2 separate regions of the Ovis aries genome follow, and region 2 is linked to region 1. A link is a contact called in public Hi-C data. All regions are on one chromosome and are shown on one strand. The core of a region is the stretch at or near the end of the contact, and the rest is flanking DNA. Distances in the headings are between cores, read along the strand shown. Region 1 holds the start of SDE2 (SDE2 telomere maintenance homolog). Region 2 has its middle 55 kb from the start of H3F3A.

Region 1 (2,700 bases), core at 23-2,522:
ATGACTGAATTCATTCATTCATATTTCTTACTTCTTATTTTAAATTTTTTCCAAGACTCCTCATAATTAAGGTCTAAATTTTTCTGGTCCCACTTTGGATGAACTGTCAATGAGTTTGAAAATTTTACTCATGAGATAAGAGTTATTTTCAAAGATATTAAAATCCACCTATTTTGGAAAAGATTTCCCCATTCAGATGGCAAACTGATGGAAACTGTCTGTTCTGACAGCAGTTAAACTGGACTGATGTATAGGAAGAAAACAGGAAACTGAAAAACTACACGACTGGCAAATAGACACTGCTTCTTCATGGAACCAGTCCAAGTAAAGATGTGGTTTAGACTGCAGTGTTAACATGTGTTAAGCTCATAAATTACAACCAGAGAAAGTCTAGGGAAACACGGAGGAGGTGTGCTTATAAAGAAAAATAGAGTAAGAGGTCAAATGTCAAAATTAAAATTAGATTCAAGGAGAGCATCTAATTCTTTATATAACATAACAGGTTTAATATCTTATAGTTGGTAAAAGCCTGCTTACGTCATAATTAAGTAAACTACACATGTGTAACTTTATAAGTTTTTGAAAAATACGCCTGGACAAATAAGAGCATAGTATGATTAATGAAATCGTCTAAATGACAGGCCCTAAGATCATGCTCTCGACAGGGCCTATGTGAGTGCTTGGCCACGACCAGTGACCAGAAGGATCCACTTCGTTCCCAATCATCCTTTGGATATGACATACTTCTCTAGGATGGAGCTAACGGCTGTGTTATCAATGGACAAAAATGCACGTCACATAACCGTAGAGTGAACGTAAGGAAGTGAGCCTTAAAAATCATCTGGGCCAAATGCCTCCTTTACGGATGAAGAGAATAATACCAAAGGGTCTGTTAGTCCAGACTGAGGGCCGGACTATAGCGCCTGTGAGCAGAAGGGTTTTTCTCCCTTCTCTGGGACAAAACCATCACAAAACAAAAGCGACGGAAGCCCTCATTATCAGTCTGAAACTGAGGAACCCTCAGCCTCAAAAACTGAAAAACCCCCAAAATAGACACCCCCCCCCCGACACACCCTCACCGCACCTATTCCTGCCCCTGACCTCCTCTGTCCTCTTCTTTCCAGGAACCACAAACCTCACCTGATCTTTGCAGTGTCGACAGATAAAATCTCGTACGGAGCACGGGGCCGAACTACACCACACCGCCTTGCACCCGAAGCCAGGGCCCCGAAGCCACACCAGCGCCGCCGTCTCCGCCATCTCACCCAGTCGCGGAACCTCGACACTCCCAGGAGGGCTAAGAAGCACCACCCACCCGGCGTATCTTGATGACGTAAGCTCGTTCACGCAGCGCCCCGCCCCTCACGCGTTTGCCCGCCCCGCCCCTCCCCTCGGGACAGTCACGTGACCTGAAGCAGCCGAGCAAAGCTGACTGGGGGAGGGGAACAGGAAGGGCCTGGCAGAGGCCGATAAGAAGGCAGCGCACCGGGGCGAGGCGTTGCTAAGAGAAGTTGCTAGGGCGGGGCTCAAGGGACTCTCTATAAAAGGCTGGCGCGGGGTTAGGTTTCCAGCGTTCTGGCTATAAGCGATAAGGAGGTAACTGAGTACTTCCTTGTGCCTCAATCTTTGGACCTTTCTCTCCTATCTGTGTAGTTATTTTTGGGTCACAGGGAATCGTGGCCTCAGAAGGCGCTAATCCCTGGGGGCTTGAGAAGGGAAGCTGCAGTTGCGGAAGTGGTTTTGGGGGGCTGCTTCCTCGGCTCTGGGGAGCTCCCCCACTCTAGGGGCAAGGGAAACGGAGGTGGGGAGGTTTCTAAACAACAGCTCTGGGCGGGTTTTTCCCCCAGGTTTACCAAGCCTTCTCTTCCTTTGCGGAAACTGCCAACCTCACTGTTTCTGCCAGCCACGCTCAGTTTATTCGTATTTCCGCCTGTTTGCGCTCTGCGTTATCTTCCCTTCAGCTCGGTTTTCAAAATATTTCACAGCAAGTGGGCCCTTGTGAAAGGCAGTGGCAGGAGCGACGCTTATAGTGATGCTGCTCTGAAAACCCCTGCCATAACTTTTATTCTGCACTATGGGAACACACTCGCACATATTTGCATAGTCTAACTTTAAGGCTCTGGGAATCTGAAGAAATCCCTTAATGTTTTAATATGCTGAGGTTATGGTATTTATAAAATCCTGAACAATTTAAAAGCCACGAGATATCTTAGGAGATATCTGTACCTATTAAGCACGATTGTATCAGCCCACAGAATCGAATTCTCTGCGTCTCAGATCTTTAGCAAATGAAACTCTGCTGAAGGGAAAGCAACGAAAAATTCAGAAATCATTTTAACTGGCGGTATGAACAACAGAATTTCAAGACCTCTGAAGTTATAGACTCCGTTGTCTTTGTTTCACTTTCACAGGAAGAAAAATGAGAAAGGGCCTTCATGGGAATGCCAGGAGATAAAGAAAAATTACACAAAATAATAAAAATACTGTGCCTAGAGACCAGTGTTTTGCAAAGTGGGTGACATGGTGACCCCAGATTCAGTGTCTCACCAAGTATTCATCTTCTAACAAAGGAAGTCCACACTGTTTGTTACTAACATTATATCTAGTCCTTCCAAAACCTCAAGTTTAAATGAAATTGTTCCTTCTTTATCCCTTTCTTGCATTTAAATTCCTATTGTTAAAAATCCCAAGTATTAAAAA
Region 2 (2,700 bases), core at 113-2,612, 110 kb after region 1:
AGCTGCTCTGGATGCCCAGTCGCGACATCACAGAGTTTGGGCTTGCTGCACCTGGAAATGAGAGGATCTGGCTCCCATCCTCACCCACGTTTTATTTCAATAAATACATAAGGAGGCAGTTGGTACCATTTCGTGCCGCGCTGGGAAAGCCCACCTCCACCGCCGGGCCTCCACGGGTGAGCTTGGGGCGCCTCGGGATCGCGCCCCGCAGGCTGAGGGGCAGTGCTCATTCTCCGTCCTCAGGCCGAAAACCGAGACCCCCAGGACGGTCAATACCTGTCCCGAGGTCACACAGCGACCAGGCTCGGTTCTCTGACTGGTGGCCTCCGGAGGTTCGGGCCGGGACAGGGTCCGCGCGATTGTCTCCCAAGGCACACACCCCCCTCCCCGATCCCTCCCCGCCAGCCCAGGCCGGCTGCTCTGCAGGCAGAAGGTCCCCGCCGCCCAGCGCCGAAGCAGGGTAGCCCGCCTCCGCGGACCTCAGCCGGGGGGCACCCCCTGCCCGAGCCCAGGTCGCGCGCTCGGCCAGGTCTGGGCGGCAGGGGCGCGGGAGGACCGAGGGGGCCGGCGCCGGGCGCCCTCTGGTGGCCGCCGCGGGCAAGGAGCGGGAGCGCGGGTTCCCCCCGCTACGCCGCCGGGCGGGGGCGACGGCAGCCTGGGATTCCCCCCGCGCGCGAGGGTGTCCGGGCCTCGCGCCCGCGCGCCCCCTTTTCTCCGAGGAGGAAGCACTCTTGGATGGAACTGAACTTTTGTAAAAAAAATCAATGAAGTCGACAGGAACACCTGGTCTATAAAACGGGAGAGACGCCTTCGCGCTCGGGACCCGCGGGGAGGAGCCAGGGGGAGCCGCGCCGAGCGGAAATGGTGCCTATTGTCGCGGCGGCGCGCGGCTCCGCTCGGGCCACCGGCCGAGGGGCGCGCCCGCGGGGCCCCGGGGCGGGGAGGCGGCGGGGGTGGCGGTGAGCGAGGAGGAGCCCCCGCAGGGACCCCCGCCAGCCCCCCGCCGCCCTTTGTCCGCCGCGAGCCCCGCCCCTCCGCACCCGCGGCCTCGCCAGGCCCGGTGCCCGCCGCCTCCCGGGCCTCGCCCCTCGCGGGTGAGACGAGCAGGCGGCTGTGATCGCCCGTCTCTGCCGCCGAGAACACCTTCTCCGGGCGGGCAGGTGACGCTCTGAGTCACCCGGCACCGCCCGGACCCGAACCCAGGTCTCCGGGGCCAGCGTGAGCCTCTGGCGGACGAGGGAACCGCACCCCTCCCCGGCAGTCCCCCGGGGGGGCCGAGGCGCAGAGGCGGGGAAAAGGCCGCCCCCGTCCCTGTGAGGGAGGCGGTGCTGCCTAAGTCCCCGGCACCCTCTGCTTTTCAGAAGTCGCCCTTTATTTGCAGAGCCCAGTCAAGAGGCGCCGCTTCCTGGGCTGTGAAGTCAGAACGGGGCGAGGGAGTTGCCGCTGCTGCTTCTGAGGATTTGATTTGGTCCCAGCTCCTGGGTGCTGCCCGGAGAAGACAGGCTCTTACTTGAGGGGCGGCTGCAGCCCAGACCGGGGAGGGGAGCGTTCCGCGAGCACAGGGCTCCGGCCTTGCCTTCCAGTGCAAGGCTGAAGCAGGACGGACGTGGGGAGCAGGGGGAGATGGTGAGGAAGTCGGCGGGCGCGGGGTGGGGAGTGGTTGCTGCCGGAAGAGTCAGAGGCAGCTGGGGGACGAGTAGAGAGCCCACCACCAGGGCCTGTCTGCCTCCGGGCTCTGGAACCTGGCACGCGGCAGAGGTTCAGTAAATACATGTCTAAAGTGTCAGGTGAAGGTGTCCAGCTGAGCAGAGGAAAGATCTGAGCGGACTGTTTGGAGCCTGGCAGCCCAGGGGCTTTTGAGGGCAGTGAGGAGCCACCTGGAAGAGAGAGGCTCGGGGCTCTGTCTGGGTTGGAGAAGATGGGCCCAGCGGGGATGAAGTTGAAGAGGGTCTGAGGGCTGGTAGAGGGTGGTGAGGGCACCCCGGAAGCGGCCCCACTGAGGGCTGGAGCTGACTGCTTGTAAAAGTGACACTCGACAGCAGTACACGCAGAGGATTCATCACCAGCAAAAGTTTCCCCAGCCCAAGCCTCTCTCCAGCTCCTCCCTGAGGAGTGCTCAGCAGTGGTGGCCATGGGCGGCCTGCCCAGCCAGGTGAGGCCCTGTCAGGCCAGGAAAGGCCCAAGTGGGAGCTCACCAAGCCTCTTACATCCCCGAAAAGGCAGCCTGTCAGTCACATGCTCGACTCTAAACATCTGGGAGAAGAAAGCTGTGGTACATATACACAATGGAGTATTACTCAGCCGTTAAAAAGAATTCATTTGAATCAGTTCTGATGAGATGGATGAAACTGGAGCCGATTATACAGAGTGAAGTAAGCCAGAAAGAAAAACACCAATACAGTATACTAACACATATATATGGAATTTAGGAAGATGGCAATGACGACCCTGTATGCAAGACAGGGAAAGAGACACAGATGTGTATAACGGACTTTTGGACTCAGAGGGAGAGGGAGAGGGTGGGATGATTTGGGAGAATGACATTCTAACATGTATACTATCATGTGAATTGAATCGCCAGTCTATGTCTGACGCAGGATGCAGCATGCTTGGGGCTGGTGCATGGGGATGACCCAGAGAGATGTTATGGGGAGGGAGGTGGGAGGGGGGTTCATGTTTGGGAATGCATGTAAGAATTAA

The links. A called contact is a pair of places that touch in the nucleus more often than the background predicts.
Region 2: a contact with region 1 is called in a Hi-C map of hypothalamus, with 3 times the contacts expected there. The contact joins the enhancer-like site here to the promoter of SDE2 in region 1. A contact is called at or near these places in 3 of 16 Hi-C or Micro-C datasets (blood, hypothalamus and liver).

What each region holds. Positions count from the first base shown.
Region 1 is chr12:28,306,611-28,309,310 of ARS-UI_Ramb_v3.0, forward strand. SDE2 (SDE2 telomere maintenance homolog) reads right to left here and starts at 1,273. Exons shown (of 7, transcript XM_004013632.5): 1 at 1,141-1,273. The coding sequence starts at 1,260.
Region 2 is chr12:28,421,284-28,423,983 of ARS-UI_Ramb_v3.0, forward strand. No RefSeq gene overlaps it. Among named protein-coding and RNA genes, the nearest start is that of H3F3A, 55 kb to the left of the region's middle. Within about 2 kb of position 1,363, at least 39 of the 54 cell types and tissues checked have an H3K27ac peak or open chromatin away from gene starts, as enhancers often do. A contact at or near this core is called in hypothalamus and liver, where this site is marked.